2 separate regions of the Bos taurus genome follow, and region 1 is linked to region 2. Evidence: chromatin contacts called from public Hi-C data. All regions are on one chromosome and are shown on one strand. The core of a region is the stretch at or near the end of the contact, and the rest is flanking DNA. Distances in the headings are between cores, read along the strand shown. Region 1 overlaps ATP6V0D2 (ATPase H+ transporting V0 subunit d2). Region 2 has its middle 17 kb from the start of WWP1.

What was found. A called contact is a pair of places that touch in the nucleus more often than the background predicts.
Region 1: a Hi-C map of an unstated tissue shows a contact between it and region 2, with 5 times the contacts expected there. The contact joins two enhancer-like sites. A contact is called at or near these places in 5 of 11 Hi-C or Micro-C datasets (blood, liver, skeletal muscle and 2 more).

The regions. Positions count from the first base shown.
Region 1 is chr14:76,563,232-76,570,301 of ARS-UCD2.0, reverse strand. The region is part of intron 2 of ATP6V0D2 (ATPase H+ transporting V0 subunit d2); the gene reads left to right. Among named protein-coding and RNA genes, the nearest start is that of ATP6V0D2, 20 kb to the left of the region's middle. Within about 2 kb of position 3,996, at least 10 of the 102 cell types and tissues checked have an H3K27ac peak or open chromatin away from gene starts, as enhancers often do.
Region 2 is chr14:76,348,163-76,355,376 of ARS-UCD2.0, reverse strand. It overlaps a transcript of WWP1 not described here. Among named protein-coding and RNA genes, the nearest start is that of WWP1, 17 kb to the right of the region's middle. Within about 2 kb of position 5,171, at least 12 of the 102 cell types and tissues checked have an H3K27ac peak or open chromatin away from gene starts, as enhancers often do.

The sequences.
Region 1 (7,070 bases), core at 2,747-5,246, 220 kb before region 2:
TACCTGACCCAATTCTTTGTGTATTTTTCCTATTAGAGTATGCAGCATTTTTCCTTGATATACAAGGACTCTATAAATTAAGAAAGTTAGCCCTTCGTCCATTTGATATAACTTAACTTTTATTTTAATTTTTTTGCTGTAGGTATATTGACATTTTTTATGTAGTTATCATCAGTTTTTTTATTGTACAATCTTTTGATTATTGTGTCCTGCTTAGAAAAGCCTTCACTCCAGAGCATCAGTAAATTCACCTGTCTTTTCTTCCATTCTTTTGTTGCTGTTTACATTTAAAATTTTGATTCATGTAAAATGTATTTTGGTGTAAAGAATGAGAGTAGGGATCCAGCTCAAATTGTCTTTCCCAAATAACGATCCAGTAAGTACTTAGAAGGAATGATCGTAGTTCAAGGCAGGAAGCAATCACTGATGAACCTGAGACGTGTTGTTAGCGCCTGTGTTCCCTGTTTGTGCAATCTAGCCTCCTAACAGTGCTGTAGTCTGGGATTTTGTTTATAGACAAGGTATAGATGCTGACGTTTTGAAAGAATCCACCGATAAACAACTAGTTTGAATGAAGATCAGATATGAACCTGGGTCTGACTCAGTCCAAAGCCCAAGCATTTTCTTTGAGAAAGATTCTGGAAAGGCTTCCCAGAAGGGCCGACATTGTTGGCAAGGCTGGAAATGGAGTAGAAGTTGGAGATTCCGGAGAAGGCTGGGTTTGAAGCATGCCGATGGGAAGGACGCTGAGTGAGTAATAACCGGTCAGTTTTGGCTGGAGCAGGCTGTGCAGAAAGAGGAGCGGGATGGGTAAGGGAGGCTACGGAAGAAAATTCCAGTCAGATTATGGAGTCTTCAGAGACAAGTCTTACTCAGTTCTGGTCATCACCGTTTTAAGGAAGAGGAAATGAAAACTTAAGAGCAAGAACTTGCCCAAACCACTAAAAAGTGATTTGAAATAAATGTTAGCAGTAGGCTGTGCAGAATTATTTTGCTCAGACTTAGGTGAGTGCAGAAAAGCTGACCTGTGGTGAAGACAGAGGGCAAGTCCAATTTTAATTAAATCTGAAAGCTGCCAGGTTTTGTACTTTTTAGGTTGAGAGACGATCTCACATGATGGAAATTTTCCCCAATATGTTAAGAAATACTCTAAGAATGACGCTGAGGCATTTGGTCAGTGGTTTCTCTTATGTGATGATTCCATGATTGATTGTTTTCTAACTATAGAATCTTAAACCTGGAAGGAACCTTAGATTAATTCAGCAAGACTTCTTATTTCACAACAAACTATCATATTTTATATCATATTTATCTAGTTAAATATCATATCATATTGATCTAGTTAAAATATACTGTTTCTAAAAATAAATACTTAAAATTTAAAATATTTCTAGTCATTAGTGATATTTAAAAACTGTGTATAAGTATGTATAGATAGTCACAGATACCTGGGTAGAATGTTAATGCAAAAATGGACACGGAAGCCTCGTTTTGGTAGTATTCGCATTGTTAGTAATGGGCGTGTTTTAATTCATCTTCTTCCTCTCTCTCTCTTGACGGTAAACTCTTTGAACTAGTTCTTTTAAGTATCTCTATCTGGACTCATTAGCAAATAATGAACACTGAATATTTGTTGAATCAATATATAATCCTGTATATATTATATATACATCCTACACCTGCATATAGAAACATACTTTCAGACAATTCAGGATTTTATGTCTTATATTTAATTCATGTATGGTACTTGAGGATTGGTTATTTATTGAATGGTATGTCAGGGCTAAAAACCAGATGTCATTCCTATAGATGTGTTTTATGTGGCCAGGGTAGTCTTTACAGTAATATTAAAAAATATGTTTCATTAAGGCTTGCATTCCCCAATTAGCCACGGTCTCCAACGCTCCCTTCTGTCTTATGATCTGCAGGTATTTAAGTTACTTATCAGACCCCAGATGTGTAGGTTTCTTATCAGGCATCAGACCTAGATGTTTTACCTGCATCTTTGCACCAGAACCATGCAAAGAAGTGTTTATATCTCCAGTTTTCAAATTAGAGAAACGGAGGCTCAATGAATCAATGTGTATTTCAAAGTGAGAGCATTATTAAGAGATTTGGAAAGCATTTGGTGTGGGTCCATCATTCTAGAAAGCTGATGGTCTTGCACTCACTCCACAGTTTGTCAAAAGGCAAATAAATCAGAAGTATCTGTGGGCCTTTAGAACAGAAGTATATTCCTGATCCCTATCCCAGGAGATTCTGACCTAATTGACCTGGGAGTGGGGCCCACCTGTATTTTGGAAAGCACCTGGGTTATTCAGATGGGCACCCCTAACTGAAAATGTCCCATTATGGTGCCCCAACGTTATGACTTGGAAGTCACTTTCACAATTATTCCCGTGAGTCTTTAGCCACAGTTAATTACAATGAAAAGTGTTATCCCCTTGTTGGAGACCAAAGGAATCACACCAAAGCCTAGGTCTTCTGAATCTCAGTCCATGGTTTGTCCCACCATTCATGTGACGTGCCAGCATCCAGCAGTGCCTGGAGTTCAGTTCAGTCACTCAGTCGTGTCTGACTCTTTGCGACCCCATGAACTGCAGCCCACCAGTCCTCCCTGTCCATCACCAATTCCCAGAGTCCACCCAAACCCATGTCCACTGAGTCTATGATGCCATCCAACCATCTCATCCTCTGTTGTCCCCTTCTCCTCCTGCCCTCAATCTTTCTCAGCATTAGGGTCTTTTCCAATCAGTCAGCTCTTTGCATCAGGTGGCCAAAATATCGGAGTTTCAGCTTCAGTATCAGCCCTTCCAATGAACACCCAGGACTGATTTCTTTTAGTGCCTGGAGATACATTACCAAAACAAAGGTGTATGTGTGTAGGACAGGTGTCCAGTAGTTCTGAATCTGTTTTTCTTACTTCTCTTTTAAAAAATATTGCAAAGTCAAGTGTCTATCTAGCACCTTGAACTGCCATCAGGTAGGCTTACTTCCCGCCCTATGAGGAAATTCCCAGGGTATCATTATGAAAATGATTAAGCCAACCCTAATAGAAACGGTCTATATTTAAAGTGGTATGATAGATACAGTATGAATGTACAAGAACTGTACATTCGTGTGATATAATTACTGTATATGTGAAACTTGCTTTGAAAATCTGGATGGATATTTTTAAGTGCCTAATCGCAGGAAGATCTGGAGGTTTTGTGTACTATAATTATACACAGTGCTGTGAAACAAAGGAGTGAATCCTATAGCATTTTAATGAAGAGACTGTATAATATAGGCTTGGATTCTTTTGTTTTCCTTCCCTCCTACTCAGCCCTTTCCAGCAGCATTTCAACTTCTATCTTTTGAGATTAGCTCTCTGATTAAAATATTTTAATATTCAAAATACTAATTTAACTTTTTCAGCTTTAAGTTTTATTAATCTTTAAAAATAAATTTTCTCAATGTAGGATAACCAAGGAAATATACTCTTCAATACTTCACAGTAACATCAACCAAGAATCATAGGCTAAGATCCACACAGTGAAGAAAGCTTTAGAGATTCATTTAGAAAAGCTAGTCAAAAGTTCTTGAGTATCTCAGTGACACTTTATAACCCTCTACAGGTTTTGCATTGTGTTGTACAGCTTGGTTTGCCCTAAAAAGTTTCTCTGAATCAGGTCTTCTGGTGCTAAAATGAGGAAGTGAAAGTTGCTCAGTCGTGTCTGACTCTTTGTGACCCCATGAACCATACAGTCCATGGAATACTCCAGGCAAGAATACTGGAGTAGGTAGCCTATCCCTTCTCCAGTGGATCTTCCAGATCCAGGAATGGAACTGGGGTCTCCTGCATTGCAGGAAGATTCTTTACCAGACTCCTCCACAAACTGGATCACAAACTTGGTCACCCCATCACTTGTTAGGCAAAACATAAATAGCATACCTCTGAGTCAGTGAGAACTCACATTCCAGTGGAGCAGGTAGATGCATCCGCAAAGGGTGAAAAGCTGACAGAATTACGCAACAGCTGCAATGGACGTGAACATTCAGCTGGAGGGAGCTGGAGGGTGAGATGACTAATCCTGATGTTGAAAGAGTTTGCAGAGAAGGTAGAATTTGAACCAGGATTTCAAGTGGGCATCAGATTGAAAGAATACACTGTGTAAGTGAGACACGAGAAGATTGTCTACCTGGGGGTGATGGGTCATCTCAGGCGTGGCTGGAGCCCAGGCAAGAGCAGGCGTGTGACTGGGGAATGAGATAAGAGGCAGGCCTGATGCAAGGCTTCACCTGTCTCCATCAGCAACAGCCAGTTGAGGGAAGCTTTTCAGGAAGGGTGCTACCGCTCCCTGCTTCAAACACCCACGTCCTTTTTGTTAGTAAGTAATAGAGACCCTAAGATGTGACATTGTGTATGTGTGTGTTAGTTGCTTAGTCATATCTGTCTCTTTGCAACCCTATAGACTGCAGCCCACCAGGCACCACCACCACCCCACCACCCCCATTCCATGGGATTCTCCAGGCAAGAACACTGGACTGGGTTTCCATTTCCCTCTCCAAAAGGAACTGTAGAAAGAAAGAAAGTGAAGTCGCTCAGTCATGTCTGATTCTTTGCGACCCCATGGATTGTAGCCTACCAGGCTCCTCCGTCCATGGGATTTTCCAGGCAAGAGTTGCCATTTCCTTCTGCAATGTGACATTGGGTTTTCCAAATAGTGTTTCAAAGATGCTGCTTTTTCTTGTTTGTTTTTACTTTTCAGCTCTCATTGTCTTGAAAAGTGAGGGGGAATGATCTGCTACATATTTTAGGAAGGTGATTCTGCTGGTATTGTGAAAGATGCATTGAAGAAATGAGACATGAAGCAGAGAAACTATAGAGGAAGCTATTTTAAACGTTTACACTTAAAATATTGATAGTAGAGATAGGAAGGAGACGACAGTGGTTAGATGCAGTTGCTAGGCAGACCTGACAGAATTTAGCATCTTGACTTATGATGCAATGAGTGAGAGAAAGCAATCAATGATTCCTGGAATCCTAAGCTAAGGCAACAAAGCATTTGCAAATAAGATAAAGAGTTTTGTTTTATTTCTAATCAAAAAGAATAAGAAGCCTATTTAAGTTACATTAAATTAATAAATTATCCTTAGTCGCACCATGATTTGATATATTTTTATACTCATACATTTTAAAAGAATTAAGATCACTCTGTAAAATAATTTAATCTTTGATATCTATTATCAGGATTTTTTTATGTTAAAAGTTTTTTTCTAGTATTTTTAAATGACTATATAGGCTTCCGTCTGGTCATGAACATTCTAGATGTGTTTTGTTTCTTCCTGACCTCCAAGTCTGCAAAGTATTTAATTTGTTAAATTCTGAGCTCAAGAATCAAATCCCCAATACAAAATATCAGGTTGAATAATACCCAGTTGACAACACTGTGTATTTGTGATTTTGATTCTTTGGCCAGAAAAGATCTTCTGAAACCTTACAAATTGCACCATCTTAAAGGTTTTATATCCAGAGATTCTATGCGAATGTTAAATGGGAAGCAAAAATGTCCATAGTCCAGCTGCTGATGAGACCTTCTTTGTGTAAAATTCTCCAGGCTCTGGAATTGAAAACACTGGTGCTCTTCTACAAAAGCAATACTTGGTCTTTCTGTAACTGAACGATACTTAATCAGCATAAGTGAGTGAATAAGTCACTCCATGGTGTCCGACTCTTTGAGAATCCTCCAGGCCAGAATCCTGGAGTGGGTAGCCTTTCCCTTCTCCAGGGGATCTTCCCAACCCAGGGACTGAACCCAGGTCTCCCACACTGCAGGCGGATTCTTTACCAGCTGTGTCACAACAGAAGCCTAATTAATCCGCATGACCTTTATTAAGTGACTGCTGTGAGTGAAGGCCTATGCTAGGTTCTAAGACTGGAGATGAATTGAATACAGACTTTCTTCTCTAAGCCAGTGGAAGAGTTACTTAAGGCGCAGATTCCAAGACCATGCCTCTAAAAATCAGGTTTTAGTAAATCCTGGACTGCAGTTTAGGAATCTATACTTTCAGTAGGCCCTACAGGGATCCTGATGTACATGAGAAATTCTTACAGCCAGTAGGCAGGCTCTGAGTGTACAGTACACCAGCTGTGGGGCCCTGAAAAAGTTCCTTAGTCAATCAAAGCCTTTTCCTCATCTAGAATAATAATTATATACAATAGAGTTGCAAGTTTACCTGAAAACACATATACAATATAGAGTCATAAGTGTTAATTGAAAGTTCTATGTTGCATGAGGCCCAGTGAAATGAAAATACATGGCCCTTGGTAAAGAACAGTAATTTCAAGAGACCAACAGCAGAGAATTAAACCAAGCATGGTGATGGTTTAGTAGCTAAGTTGTGCCCAGCTCTTGCGACCCCATGGACTGTAGCCTGCTAGGCTCCTCTGTCCATGGGATTCTCCAGGCAAGAATACTGGAGTGGGTTGCTGTGGCCTCCTCCAGGGGATCTCCCCAACCCAAGGATGGAACTCGTGCCTCTTGCGTCTCCTGCATTAACAGGTGGACTCTTTACCATTAGCACCATCAGGGAAGCTTACTGAAAAATATACACGAATATAATATGTAAATAAATCCACACACACAGTATATCTACATACATTTGCTCAATACAGCTAATTTTTCTCATTAGGGTCTTATCACCTGTGAAAGTGAGAAAAGATTGCATAAAGGAGGTAATGCTGAGACTGAGGTTGGAAGGAGGGGACCCTGTTTGTACGCGGCCAGGAGGGAAAAATCTAGCGGAGAGAGCAGAAACATAGGCTTAACCAGTACTGCTGCTGGATTGCCCATACCACTTAACTGATAAAAGCAAAAGTAGTGTCTGAAGATTAAGGACGCTAAGGTCATGGGCGTAAAAGACCTTAGGATGCTACAACAGTTCTCCCCAGAGTGAGAAATCAAGGTAGATGCATCGTTTTCTTTGTTTATCCACATTCTGGCTAGGCGGCAGTCAACCACCAGGGGGCGCGATTGATCCCCGTAACCCTTTCTCCGCATCTCTGCTCCTTCCCCAGCAATTGTTTG
Region 2 (7,214 bases), core at 3,922-6,421:
GGATGTTGGCTCTTGTGGGCAGAACTTGGTAATTGAGTGTACGCACTGAGAAACATTATTTATATAAATAGGAGCAGCTAGGGCACAGAGAAAGGTGTAGATCGAATTACCTTAAGGTGTTTCTTTATGACCCTCCTCCCTGTCCTAAATTACATGAGTGGTTTAAAAATATGCTAGCATTAACAGAATTGCTGGTGTGATAGCTTTTTATTTAACTAAGGAAAACAAGTTCTTTGATAGCTGTTTAGTATACCCGTAATTAGGGCCACACGGGACGGGTAGAAGCAAACTGCCTTGCGTCCTGACTTGAAGTCCGATACTCCTGTCGTACCTTAGCTCCAGCTTGCCACGGTGAACCACGCTTTGTGTTTAGTTAGTATGGGGAGGAGAATTAGTCAAATGAACTTGCTCTGTATAAATTAGGGCATACTTATTTTACCTTAGAAGTAAATAAATTAGATCTTTCTGCTCTTAAAATCAGTTTAAGAATTAAATGTGTGCATTCCTGCATGTGGGTCAGGAGCTGTAGCTTTAGAGTCAGGCACACCTGAGTTCTGTCAGTGATTGTTAATAGCAGTGTTACCTCAGTTTCTTCTTCTGTAAAAGGAAAAAAAATATCTTCTGAGTTTTTGTAAGGATTCATTGAAATATTATTATAAAGCAGAAAGAAAATGTGGTCCATTGGACATTAGCAGCCCTTGAACCATTTTTACTGCCCTCAATTCATTATTATTAACAAGTTGAAAATTTTCTGTGAGCCACTCATTTCTCAAGGACAGATGTAGTTTAGTTTGGCATAGGCAGAGCTGCATGTCAAATCTCACCTCTTAGCTTAAAAAATAAGTTGCTGAAAGGTTAAGAGTGAATCTGAGAAAGACACTGACTCAGCAGGGCTGCAGTATATCAGCTGGTGATGGTTTGGCTATACAGTCTGGGAACAAGAAACTGTTCACAGCGTCATTGGCTGAAGTACAGAGTGGGTCATAAGTTGTTGAGGTGCAGTCCCTGTATCATGGTCGTCTGGTTTACCAACATATTGGTTAAATGTAGGTTCTGTACTCTTCAATATCTGTGGTATGTTCCTAGTGGAGCTCAGGAATCTTCATTTTTAGTAAATACCTCAGATGATTTTGTACAAGTTAGTTTGAGAGCTGTTGGTATAAACTGAATGGATAATTTGGGGTTCTCATGTTCTTTGAGACCATTTTTTAACCTGTAGGATTCAATAAATTGTTGTTCGGTCACTCAGTCATGTCCGACTTCACAGCCCCATGGACTGCAGCACACCAGGCTTACCTGTCCTTCACCATCTCCCAAATTCTGCCCAAACTCATGTCCACCGAGTCAGTGATGCCATCCAACCATCTCATCCTCTGTCGTCCGCTTCTCCTCCCACCTTCAGTCTTTGCCAGCAAATATTGGTCTTTTCCATTGAGTCGGCTCTTTGCATCAAGTGGTCAACGTATTAGAGCTTCAACTTCAGTCCTTCCAGTGAATATTCAGGGTTGATTTCCTTTAGGATTGACTGGTTTGATTTCCTTGCAGTCCAAGGGACTCTCAAGAATCTTCTCCAACACCACATTTTGAAAGCATCAGTTCTTAGGTGCTCAGCCTTTTTTATTGTCCAGCTCTCACATCTGTACATGACTACTGGAAAAACCAAGCTTTGACTATACAGACCTTTGTCAGCGAAGTAATGTCTCTGTTTTTGAATATGCTGTCTAGGTTTGTCATAGCTTTTCTTCCAAGGGGCAGACATCTTTTAATCTCATGGCTGCAGTCACTGTCCACAGTGCTTTTGGAGCCCAAGAAATATATATGTATAATGTAAATACAAGGAGAACTTAACATCTGAACCTTTCAGATAGTTGTCCGGCTTCCCAGGCAGCTCAATGGGTGAAGAATCCACCTGCAATGCAGGAGGTGAGGGTTTAATCCCAAGTCTGGAAAGATCCTCTGGAGGAGGAAATGGAAACCCACGCCAGTATTTTTGTCTGGAAAATCCCATGGAGAGAGGAGCCTGGTGGGCTACAGTCTGTAGGCTTGCAAAGAGTCGGGCACAACTGAAAGACTGAGTATGAGCAAGACAATTGTCAAGGACTTGGTCCAAGCAACCTACAGAAGCCTAATACATAGAAATTACAGTGAGAAGCAGGCAAGAGAAGTAACCCTGAAAGAGGCACCCATCACGAGTCCTTGTTTAAAAAGTTTCCCTATATTTCTACAAAATATGTTTTTATGAATGAAAGTATTTCTTTTTTAAAAACTGGCTTAGCTGAAACAGTTAAGTTAGATACTATGATTATTTATCCAGTAATCTTCCTGCTTTTCACTTAAGAGAAATTAAGCTACTCAGAAATGGAGATTTTGAATGAAGTGTGTTTAATTTGGAATTTTTTCTTTTGGGTAGAAAGTAGTTTGAATGGGGCCATGATGTGTCTTTTGTGGAGAAAAGCCATTGCTTTGAATAAGGATATTGATTTGAGAAGAAAGTCGTGAGAGAAAGTTTAAATTTTAAATCGATCAATCCAAAAGAAAAAAACAACAACAAAGCCTTGAAGCTTCTTTTCTCTGACTTGTGTTCAGAGCAGTGGTCCTGACGACTTGCATCTGTGTGACTGTGACCCTCCTCAGTCCTGTGATCCTCTCTCTCGTTGGAACAGCAGGTCTTTACATTGGGGCTGTTCCCGGAAAAACTTAAGCTACGTATCAACCTTATTTTTATCGTCTTAGTACATATTGTGGTTAAAAAACATGCTAAACCCATGATTCTTTCTAAGTTTCAGTGGAAAGGATCAGTTGGCATTTGTTTAAGGAGCCTATTGTTTTCGTCTATTTCCACTGACTGACCAGTTCTTTGGGAAAAAAAGTGACAATAAACTCATCTCTTTTTGTCCTTCAGGCTGTGAAATGTGTTGATGTTTAGATGTGACTACCCAGAAAGGAAAGTGTACATCATACTCAGGAATTTCAGTGTGCTACATTAGAAGTTTTTGGTAATTATAATTTGTTTTAAAAAATTTCATTGTGACTTAATTTTCCTGTAAAGTATTAGCTAAACTGTTTAAGAGCTTAGGCCTTCAAGTTAAACAAACCTAGACTTCAATTCTGGCACTTATTTATTGGTTTGGCTTCCCAGGTAGCTCAGCCGGTAAAGAGTCGGCTTGCAGTGCAGGAGATCCGGATTCGACACCTGGGTTGGGAATATCCCCTGGAGAAGGGATAGGCTACCCACTCCAGTATTCTTGCCTGGAAAATCCCCGTGGACAGAGGAGCCTGGTGAGCTCCATAGTCCATGGTTGCAAAGAGTCAGTTATGGCTGAGACTAAGCACACACGGCACAGTGACCTTGGTGAAGATGGCCTTAGATTAGACCCTAGTTTCAGTGTATGTAAACTGGGTATTTACATGTAGAATGGTAATAGTAATAATAAAACCTATTCGTAGATTCATTGCATGACTTACACCTGACAGTACTGAGTAAATATTCACTAGGATGGGTTTATACCTTGTTTTTGGTGTCAGATGTGTTATAGAAATAATTCTTTTTTTTTTTTAATTTTAGAAATATGTAATTACTCCATATTCTTTGTTATATAAAACCCCAATAAAACCTTAGGGAAGCACTCTATACTTTCCCTGGCAAATGTTTAGTTATGGATAAATGAGGACAGTAGATAGTCACACATCTGATCAAATTTTGCTGCCAGATGAGCTCAGGTCAGTTCGGTTTTTGTCGCCAAATGAGTTACGAAGTTAAGTTTGTAAGAATGGGGATATCTGAAAGTTCATACTTAGCAGCCTGGTTTAAAATTCTTTGTAAAAAGTAAATTAGCACTGTGTTTTGTTACTGGAGTAGCCGTAAAGTATCTTGAAATCATGTAATTGTAGAGAGTTTTGCAGTACTATGTACCTTCAAGTGATTCAGTGTGGTTTTGATCTGATCCTTACTACAGATGTGGGCAGTTTGCTTTGTATCTCTTTGCAACATGGTCATGTGATGGACATGCTCCTCAACCTGCTGTCCTCTGTACTGTTGTGGAAGTATTGATATGGCAGAAAAATAGTGGAGTTTCTCAGAGTAATTGAGAGTATTGGAGTGGTGGTAGTGATGAGAGTTACCAGTTTAGGAAGTTACCAGTTTAGGAAGTTAACAGTTATTAGACATCTTCTCTATTTCATTCTGGAAACAATTCCAGTGTCTTAGAGTTAATGGTAACACTTTTCCCCTTCACGAAAGATAAGTTGATATCTTCATTTTACAGATAAGAAAACCAAGCCTCAGAGAGGGTGGTGAATACAACCGAGTAGGAGAACTGAAGTTTGGACTCTGCTGACATTGTCCAGCATGCTCTTCTCACACTAGGAACTGGCACTTTGAAACTGGAGAGTTAGCAGATCTCCACGGCTGCTTACCTGCTGGGAACTGAGAAGCCTTCATGTATTTGGAGATAGGCAGGCCGCGTTGTGGGGTGAATGTCGCTTTGGGTTGTGCTGTCTAGTGGCCAGTGCAGGGCAGAGGGGTGCTGGCCTCAGCAGCGGGCCTGGGTTTGGCCTTGACATTAGGAACCTTTCTGTGTGTCCCTCAGCGGTTCTCTCAATCACCTCTCAGCCTCAGCTTCGGCTCTGATTGGTGACTCGGTGCTTTTTGCTACTTCAGAGCAAATACTGTGTATTTGAAAAATACCAAGCCTTTAACATTTTTGAATTTGAAGGAAAGTTTTATAGGCACATATTATTAAAATACTGCACTTTGAAAGAAATGACAGATTATTGATGGAAATGTTTGTCATTTTGAAATATGAACTGTTACATGATGTAATTAACTTGAAATTTGATCTTTGCAGAGTGAGAATGTTACATTGGCCTGGATGTTGTTTCCCAGAATACATGGAAATGATTTATTAAACACAGTCCCAGCAGTCTACCTTCTTCATTGTTATGTGTTTATGCTTTTTACACATTCCTTGTTTTAAAATACTTTTTGAACTTTCAGGGAAAGCATTTTTAGTGACCTAGCTTAAAAGCCCCACAAAACCACCCTATTATAAAGTTGCTTAAGTGATAAAATAGTAAAAGAATAGAACATCAGATTGATATAGGAGACTATTCATGTTCAGTCTTGGGTTTAGCTCAGCATTTCTTTTTTTACTATCCTTTTTGTAACACAAATGTTGTGAAAGAGCATTGGCTTTGAGCCCAGGAGATCTGGGTTCAAAATTCTGACTTTGTAACCCTTTGTAACCCTGTGCAATTTACTTAAATTCCTAAAACCTCATTTTCCTTACCTGCTAGAAGAAATAGTAAAGACTGTGAAGGACATTAGAGATAGTTTGGGGGACTTTTTTTTGCAACATAACAAGACAAATAATAGGAACCTAATAAATGGTCATTGTGATTTTTACTATTTTTGGAGTCAGAGGCCTGACGATTCACATTCCAGGTTTAAGATTGGCCATGTTTCTGTGTCATTTAGGTGCCCCACATAAGTGCTGCCCAGCTGCCAGTCTCACGTAGCCACGCTCTGTCATCTTATTCTGCTGCCTAGGGGGGTATATTTATGAAGCTTTTTTTTTTTTAAGTATTATCTTAAATTGGTTCTGTAGGTTTAGAACCCAAGTTTTAAGATGCTGTTATTTGATTTTTCTTTTAATTGACTTCATGCACCACAGGAATGAGAAACCAGCCTTCTACTGATACTCAGTAGGGTGTAGGGAAAATGACCAACTGCAAACATTTTTCTGCTTGAAAAGCTTTGGTTAAAAAAAAAAAAAAAAAAGCTTTGGTAATTTGCCGTTACAAGCATAATATTGTGTAAGAAACTGAGAAATTGTGCAGATTAGAAACTATGTCATTTGCATTTTGGTGTAGTTTACCTTTGTTGATGGAAATACATTTTAGTATCAATTCTTTTAAAATAGTAAAAGAATTTTTTTTTTAAATTATGTTAGTCAATGTTAGTTGACTTATGTTAGAATAAGGTTCAGTTCAGTTCAGTCGCTCAGTCGTGTCCAACTCTTTACGACCCCATGAATCGCAGCATGCCAGGCCTCCCTGTCCATCACCAACTCCCGGAGTTCACTCAGACTCACATCCATCGAGTCGGTGATGCCATCCAGCCATCTCATCCTCTGTCGTCCCCTTCTCCTCCTGCCCCCAATCCCTCCCAGCATCAGAGTCTTAGTCAATAAGTAAAAATGTTTTCTTTTTTCATGTTTTGTTTTTAGTGTCCTGAAGGAGGGGATGGAGCAGGGCGCGAAGGAAAGATTCGTGTGATAGAAGACACAATAATAGTGTGGAGTCCTGTGTTTTTAAGGACCGTAACTGTTGCCTTGAAAATCAAAACAGTTGCTGCTAAATTTGATGAGTATATTTTCTTCCTCATTAATGTTTTCTAGTAGGTAGAGTACAGACATTTTAATATTCTTTACTTGGAAGTGGAGGAAAACTATTAGTATTTTGGAAAGTTGGTATAAGATACTCGATTATATTTTTAAAAGGTGCGCTTCCCTGGTGGCTCAGAATGTGTAGCATCTGCCTGCAATGCAGGAGATCCCGGTTCGATCCCTGGCTCAGGAAGATCCCCTGGAGAAAGGAATGGCTACCTACTCCAGTATTCCTGCCTGGAGAATTCCCATAGACTTAGGAACCTGGCGGACTACAGTCCATGGGGTCACAAAGAGTTGGATGGGACTGAGTGACTAACACTTTGTTTTAGAGAGCAACATCACCATCTTGTGGCCTTCTAGAAAATTGTTGCCAGAGGTATACTGTGAAAACTACAAGCATCAATTAAGTTGTTCTCTGATGTTGGCCAAGGACTCAGTCAAATTTGTATTCAGTACTTCTTACTATATGTAAGTGGGAGATTGGAGTTAGAAAATAAAATGATTTGTACGGCTTTGATTGCAACTTTGTAAAAATAATCAATATTGGAGGAAAATAACAGTATAAAAATGGAAACAGTTGCAAGTTGAGTTGATGTAAAGATTGTGGATGATTGCTACTCTCTGTTTTCATGAAATAGGCAGTGTTTGTAGTCAAGCAGTTCTGAGCTAGAAAAATCTCCATGTGTTCTGTCCTCCATTTCTGAATTAATAAGATTACAAGGCCAGAGAAGTTCTGATGCCCTGTCTCATTCAGTCATTTAGTGAGACTTTATCTTGAGCAGTGTTGGCTAAGCTGGTGACTCCTAGGAGTATTTTCTACATGAA